Linked DNA regions of Gossypium hirsutum: region 2 is linked to region 1. Evidence: chromatin contacts called from public Hi-C data. All regions are on one chromosome and are shown on one strand. Each heading gives the region's core, a stretch centred on a gene start, on an enhancer-like site or on the middle of the called end of the contact. The rest is flanking DNA. Distances are from core to core; before and after follow the strand shown. Region 1 holds the start of LOC107947190 (two-component response regulator-like APRR5). Region 2 has its middle 9.3 kb from the start of LOC107947196.

Evidence for each region. A called contact is a pair of places that touch in the nucleus more often than the background predicts.
Region 2: a Hi-C map of leaf shows a contact between it and region 1, with 3 times the contacts expected there. The contact joins the enhancer-like site here to the promoter of LOC107947190 in region 1. A contact is called at or near these places in 4 of 34 Hi-C or Micro-C datasets (callus and leaf).

What each region holds. Positions count from the first base shown.
Region 1 is chrD12:60,328,171-60,332,164 of Gossypium_hirsutum_v2.1, reverse strand. It overlaps LOC107947190 (two-component response regulator-like APRR5), which reads left to right and starts at 1,797. Exons shown (of 7, transcript XM_041107560.1): 1 at 1,797-2,263; 2 at 2,728-2,858; 3 at 2,945-3,055; 4 at 3,338-3,503; 5 at 3,600-3,906. The coding sequence starts at 2,017.
Region 2 is chrD12:60,375,902-60,379,895 of Gossypium_hirsutum_v2.1, reverse strand. No RefSeq gene overlaps it. Among protein-coding and RNA genes, the nearest start is that of LOC107947196, 9.3 kb to the left of the region's middle. Within about 2 kb of position 1,850, at least 8 of the 9 cell types and tissues checked have an H3K27ac peak or open chromatin away from gene starts, as enhancers often do. A contact at or near this core is called in leaf, where this site is marked.

The DNA of each region.
Region 1 (3,994 bases), core at 548-3,047:
ATAAGATGTGGTCATTTTGTTGATCTTAGATCCCATCAAATTTAGTGTTAAATTTCTGTCATCCATCCCTTCTACACAAATATCTTGGAACCAATTTGACATTTCACATCAATCAAGTAAAGATGAAAGGAGTATGATTTTATTCCTCAACCATTAATTCAATATTTAAATTTTATTTTTTTTATTTTTCAAATATATTTTCAAATTCGTTGACTGAGTTGACTTAACAAGTCAAATAATATTTAATTCGAGTGTAAATTTACTTCGAAATAAAGAAAAAAAATCAGACCTAACAAAACAAATAGAATCAAAGATACTTATACAAAAAAAAATAAGTATAATTAAAGAGTTTAATATATTTTTTAACTTTTTTAAAACATAAATCATACGTGTGGGTTTGGTCCTTAAAACATGTATTATGGTTTGTTTTTGTATTAATTAACTATTTAATTATTAATGTAATAATATGAGGAAAAAGTTCATTTAGGACAAATGTGTTAAAATAGTTGGACATAAAATAAGATATTTTCAAAATAAGCGAACAAAAATTATTCGTTTCCGTCACCAGATTAGGGTTACAGAGTATTACCATACAAATCAAAACGTTTAATTTCAAAACGGAAAAAATTATGCAACTTAATATAATCATAGTAAAAATACTAACCAAGCCTTCGGGACCTTAAAAATAACTTGGGAACAATCAGGAACCAATTTGAAACAAAATAGAAAATTTTGAAAAAAAAAAACTTGAAAAATAGGAAAACAGGGGTCACACGGTCGTGTGACGTAGTCCAGACCGTTCCGGTTACAGAGACAGGTTAGGGGTGTTACAAATTTCTTCTCTTTGTTAAAAATTATTTTGAATTTTTATGAACTTTTATTTATTTATTTTTCTGAATATTTTTATAAATTTTAAATTATTTGTTGATGTATCATTTAAGAAAAATAGTGTTGTATTAGTATGAAGTATACATGAACTAATATCGTAAAAAATATTTTAGTCAATATTGCTATTTAAAAAAATGATTTGACTTTATAAAAATGTTAATAATCAAAATTAGCTTAAAAATAAGAACAAAAAATGGCAAAAAAGATGTAAAAATTAAGGATTAAAATTACTATTATGCTTTCTAAAAAAAAAGATAAAAGGTCCCTTCAGCTTCTATTTCCAAATAACTCAATTCCTTTTAAACCTTAGGTTTACTTTATTGTTTAATAACATAAAATAAATTTAAAAAGAAAACGAGTGACTAAAATGAGAAATTTGATTAAAATGGATGACTAAAATGAATGTTCCCTTATCCTGCCATTAGCCAAATAAACGGTGAGGGATTAAACCGAAAAAACTATCTAACCATGGTGTTTTATTTGAGATTTTTATTTTCAGTGACCAAATCGAATATTTGTTAAAGTTGGGTGACTTAATGGTGCAGTTTATACATTTGAAAAAAAGAAGAAGAGAAAAGAGCTCCGCTGCAACACGCCCACGTGTTGGGTTACTGTCCAGTAAATCGAATGTCTCCTTAAAAGCACTCACAGAAATAATATCTGCTTCGAAATAGATTTTTTAGCAGTGGGTCCCACACAAGAAAAATATCCCCAAACGCCGAAGCCGAAGCCGAAGCCGAAGCCCATGTTTGACCCCTTATTTTTCATTCATTCTTTTTTCTTTTTGGTAAAATATGAGCCCCACAATCCATGGCTTTCCGTAGGCCACACAAAATAGATTTTTAGATATTTTCCACCTTGGTCGCCGGTCAGATATTTATCACCGTTGGATTAGAATTAGATGGATACTTGATTCAGTTTCTTACCGTTCGATTAAAGTTAAGATTTCTATTATTATTATTATTATTTTTTTTTGGTGGTATAGCCAATGTTGGTTTTAGTAGTTGGGAATTGGACTGATTTTCGATTCTTTACTTTGCTTTGCTAAGTTCAGAGTTGTAAAAAAAAAAAAAAAAGCAATAGATTTTAGTGGTATACAAGAAAAGAAGCAGAAAAAAAAACAAAACTATGGGGGATTTTGTGGTGATGAGTTGCGAGGAAGTGAAGGAGGTGAAAGGTAACAGTGATACAGAGATGGAAAATGGGGAATTTGAAGGGATAAAGAAGAAGAAAAAGAAGCAGCAGCAAGAAAGTTGTGTCTATGGCGAAGTGGTGAAATGGGAAAGGTGGATGGCTTTGAGGGTTTTGTTGATCGAAGCTGATGATTCAACCAGGCAAATTATAGCTGCTCTTCTCAAGAAATGCAATTATAAAGGTTAGGGCAAATCCCTTTTTTTACCTCATTTTTATCCCTGAACTATTACTATTTGTTTCTCCTTTTTTTTAAAGTACAACAAAGGGTGTTATTTGATCTTGGAATTAAGCTGTTTTCAAATAAGAAATTCTTTAGAATTGTTTTATACTACATTTGGAACTGAAAATGGTGCATTTCCCCCCATCTTTTTGAGCAGTTTCTGCAGTTCCAGATGGGTTGAAGGCATGGGAGATGCTGAAGGGAAAACCCCATAACTATGATCTCATTTTGGCAGAAGTGGATTTGCCATCTATATCTGGATTTGCTCTTCTTACACTAATCATGGAGCATGAGCTTTGTAAAAGCATCCCTGTTATAAGTATGATATAAAAAGATACGAATTTGTTATAGTTTCTACTATGGGTCCGTAACAAACTAAACTTAAATCAAGTTTCTTGTTTTGTCATTTTGCGTGAATATTGCAGTGATGTCCTCACAAGATTCAGTTAGCACAGTATACAAATGCATGTTGAGAGGGGCTGCTGATTACCTTGTTAAGCCAGTAAGGAGAAATGAACTGAGAAACTTATGGCAGCATGCGTGGAGAAGACAATCAGTATGCTTTTCTTCTTTTACTTTATTTGTAATAATTTTCCAATTTTTTTTGTTCTGATCCTGTTTTGTATCTGTTGTTTGAATCAGTCTATAATTGGCGGAAACTTCCCCGGGGATGAGAGCATTGGACGCAAACAGGTTGAAGCTACCTCTGAAAATGATGCTGCAAGACAAACTGATAAAGGAAGTGATACTCAGGTCAGTGCCATTTGAGCTTTGTTGTTTGATTGATCAGTGAATTTCCTATATATAAGATTTGCCTTACGCTTAACCGCGCCATTTAAGATGATATACTATTTCCATAGCGGTGAATTTTTGGTGTGTGGAGTGTTAAAGCTTATATGCTATCTTGTCACGAATTCAAGTAGGGATTTATGTGTATTGAAGAGGTCACTCATGGTCAAAAGGAATTTGTTTTTGTTTACAGTTTAAATTGGGTACATGAAGTTTACAATAATGCATAATTACTATCTCTTGCAGAACTCTTGTATAAAGCCGGACATGGAAGCTGAGAGTGCCGACATGGAAACTATCCAGGAATTTTCAGACTTGATAAAGGGAAAATCGCAACCAAGTGGATCGCAGATGCATGAAGCTCATGATTGTTTAAATCAGAATCTGCTCATGCATGAGACGAAAACTAGTGGTAAGACAGGAAATTTTTTGAGTTTTGGCATTGCTTTTCTGCTCAGTAGGAGAACATCTAACCTTTTATCAATGTCTCAATCAAATTTGTAAGCAGTCAATGCCTGCAAGGATCCCAACCTGACAGCTGCGTACAAGGGTGTTGAACTGGAATGTCAAAGAACGAATATGAATATTTCGGTTGAGGCTGGTAATGCACTTGCTGATTCACCAAGAGAAGCTATTGATTTCATGGGAACATTTAACAGAAATTTCAATTTTTCTTCAATAAATAGCACAAGCAAGTTTGATTCTTCTCCACCCTTAGATCTTTCCTTGAGAAGATGTAATAATAATGATTTTGAGAATAATGTTGCTCGAGAAAGACCTATTCTCTGGCATCCTAATTCATCAGCCTTTACAAGGTTGGTTTCTGTTGTATTTTGAAGTGTTTTAGAACAAATGGATAGCATTTTTTTCTTTTGCGCATCTTAAATCCGATAATTTCATCTT
Region 2 (3,994 bases), core at 601-3,100, 48 kb before region 1:
AGCAAAAAACCATATTCATGGCGGTATCGAAGCTTGGAAAACTGAACTTTAGATGTTTCATTTTATAATTTTTCCCTCTATGTGATTGGTTCTGCTGCAGGATTGTTTGTTTACCATGCATTTGGTATATGAAGGAGGCGCTGATTGGTATATATGCTTGGATGATTAGTGATTATGTATGAAAATATTAGAATATCGTCGGTTGTTCACTATTCTGGCTGTGGGGGATATATGCTATTAGAGTTATCTCTTTAGGCTGATTTTCAGGTCGAAATTAGCCCGATTAAGATGCATAGGTGGGAGGGGGGGTTGACAATGCAATGTAATAAAAGCCACACTATGTACTTAAACATTGCTAGTAGATGAAATGGAGAAGTTTTAGGGTATAGGGATTCAAGTTAAAATTTCTTATTCTTTGTTCATCTTTTGACATTATTCATTTGGAATGATCAATTCTTTTCCATACTTTTAGTGCATTTTTGCTTTTCATCCAATTCGGTCCGATTCTCTGTTAGTTGTTCCTGTCTGGTGGCGGACCTTTTTCATCCATAGTTGTTCTTTATTGTGCCTTATGGAACCCGTGGTATGCTAGCTATAGATGTAGTTTCTTCAAGAGTGAAGCCATAAGATGTATATTATATAGCAAAGGATAGAATAGTATTAAGACAGATAATTAACACCGGATGCTTGATTTATATAGAAAGATTCTACCACTCGAGACTATATATTAGAACCATCCCAATGAGGTAATAGTTGCTCTTGGTTAATGATGCTTTAATTAACCGAATAATTAACAAAATCGAATACGTTTGTCTTGTTTGTTTGGTTAGAATCAAATTCATGCATGCCTTTCAGGAGATCTAACATAGGCACTTTTTTTTTTTTTTGGTGTGTGCGTATGTGCTTATATTTTTTTACTTGTCTCTTTGTCTCAAGGTGAAAAGTCTTCACGGGCCTCTGGATAGGCGAATCTCTGCTCTGGAAAGTTTGAAACATGCTGAAACTTCACTGCATGTGGATGCTACGAAGTAAGTCCTTGGGGGCAAAAAGAATTTTGCTGTACGCGCGATTGTTCCTCAGTAATGATTTTATTTTCCTTGACTAGTAATACTAAATAATTGTAGTTGAACTATTATGTTCTTTATGGAACGATAGTACACTCTGCAAATTTATATGAACAGTGATTTCATATGAAATTTAAGCTAAAGAGAATTCAGTCTGTCTGTGATTTGCTGCATCTTTTAGTAGCGTAGTTAACTTACAATTGCCTTTACTACAGTAAATAAATGCTTCATTAAGAAAGTAATCATATTTAAAAGCTGTGTTTAATTTTTAACTATATATGATACTATGTCTCAAATGGTGAAAGCATATATCCAGGACATACATTCAGCCCGAATGCACACATAACCTCCCTACCAGCTGCGTTTTTAGTTCAACGGCCTCCTTAGCATCTTTAAGTTTGCAGTAAAAGCTAAAACCTAGGTTTTATGTCTAATTTACACTGTTCATGCTTATCATTTAGCCTAATTAGAGGTACCACTACACCCCTCGTGGAGGGTTACAACTATGATTTATAGATTAGATGCCAATGCGCCATATATTATTTTACTTACCATCCAAGCCATTAGCATTTCTCTATATGAGAAAGCGTGGTATTTGGTAGCCACATATTTATTACTCAGAAATGGGGCTCATAGTCAGTTGGCGTGTATCAGGTCCTATTTCTAACTGCATGGCCATGTTACATGTACTATACTACTTTTGGATCCTATATGATTCTGGGTATAATATGGCAGAGCCCCATCCAAATATGCTTAATTATTATGGGCTTTTTTTTGGAAATTTTCATAACTAAGGGCAATAAAAAAAGCATAAGCAATCAAGCATTCTTTTGTTGCTTTATGAAAGGCTTTGGGGCCTCTAGCCTGACCCAATTTCCACTTGTTCCTTTTTGAAAACTGACACGTTTTTTACTTTAATTTGTACCATACGGAATTGAACAACTATCTGAGTAACACTGTTAAGTTGTTAATATGAAAATCAACAACTCAGCAATAAAAATCAATTTACTAAAATAAATTTTGAAAAACTAAAAATGAAATTCATAATTAAGCACTTATACAAAAGCATATGCAAATTTAAAAAATAAATAATAAATAAATTATACCAACACCACAAAGTTTTAAAATTGAGTGATCAAAATATAAATTTATTAATAATTTAATAATTGAATAAGCAATAAAAAAAGATTTGACAATTTTAAAAAATTGAAAGAAAAAAGTCCCACATGGTACAAAAGAAAGAGAGGGGGAAATAAAATAATAAAACACTAAAACCAGAAAGTGCCAAAGATAATATTCTGATGGAGAGATTGTTGAAATCTTTTGTAGGACCATGTGGTCCCCTTTTAAGGGATATAAGAGTTAAGACCCATGTCCCATTCACATGGCTCCCCCAATCCCAAAATACCATAATCTAATTTATTTACAACTTTACTATATTTTAGTATAAAATTAACAACAAAATACTAGTAATAATAGCTTAGCTTTGAGTTTAAAAAGGGAAAGAGCATTATAGCAATTTGGTTTTGGTTTCCTTGGCGGTGGTAGCATTATAGAAATTTATGTTGAATCAAAAGCAAATATACCCCAATGCCCAAATGGGAGGGAGGTCCATACCATACCCTCCTTATTCCATTGTTCCTTGGTGGAGAAACATGTCTCCCACCACCCTTTTTTTTCATATCTTTTAACCTACTATTGTATTTCTACGGTCAACTTTTCGATTTAATCCCTTTTTATGAATTTGTGAGATAAATAAATATTTTTTTAATTAAAATCCATACGTATTAGTATTGGTTTTTTCTTATATAAAATTTTGAACCTTATAGATTTTTTGCAAATTATTTAATATACATAATAATTATAAATATGAAACTAAATAATTTTTAAATAAAAATTTTTCATTCAATAAATTCAAAATAATAAGATGAAAGTTCCATAAGAACATACACATAAATCAATGTTCATGAAGCTTATAAGAATTTTCATCAATACAAAAAAAAACCTGATTACTATGATTGTTCTTACACCAACTGATATAATCGAAAGTAATGTGAAACTCATTAGACAGTCTAAATTAAATCGATTTACACTCATTTTTACTCACCTATACGAGTAAAGAGTAAATTAAGAAACCAGTACATTAAAGTGTGTGTATGTGTATGGTTTAAATGAGGTAGGACAGAATGGAAAAAGAAAAAGAAAAAAAAGACCAGGTTCCATTACTACATAACAAGAGATAGGGGGAAAACGGGGATGCCTGGGTTAGGGCAGGAAGCAAAGTGACAAGACAAAGAAGGGTGGTTGCACTTGTTTCATTCAAAGGATCATCATCATCCATGATCCGATCCCCCCATGGAACCGGGTTTTGGTTACAAGTTTTAGTGGCAGTGGTACCACCACCACTTCATTAACAAACACCTACCACTGCCATTTTGTCTGATTTGAGGGACAAATTGAATATCGAGAAGGACAAAATAGAAAGATGGTAAATGTGTAATAAAAGTACTGCAAGTCTTTAATTCCAGAAATTGAATCAACTTGTCTTTGTTTGTAACTCAGGAAATTCGTGTTTTATTATTTTATTTTATTTTTTGCTATCAAACTTTATATATAAATATACATAATTGAATGTTGGCACAATTGACATCGACATTATCAACAATGTAAGACTACGTGAATTTAAGTATACTGAAACGTAATTTTAGACATTGTATCAAGATACACAATAAAATAATTTTTTTATATAATTTGTGAATGTATCATAATATTTAAAATATTTGGAATTATTAATAATTAAATTTCAAGGTATTCGTGTGTTTTCATCTATTATATTTTTTGGGGGAACAAAGTTTTTTTTATTAAAAAAAGTATTTTAGTTTTAATTTTAGGAGGATATGTTGATAACATATCTAATATGGCTGAGATTT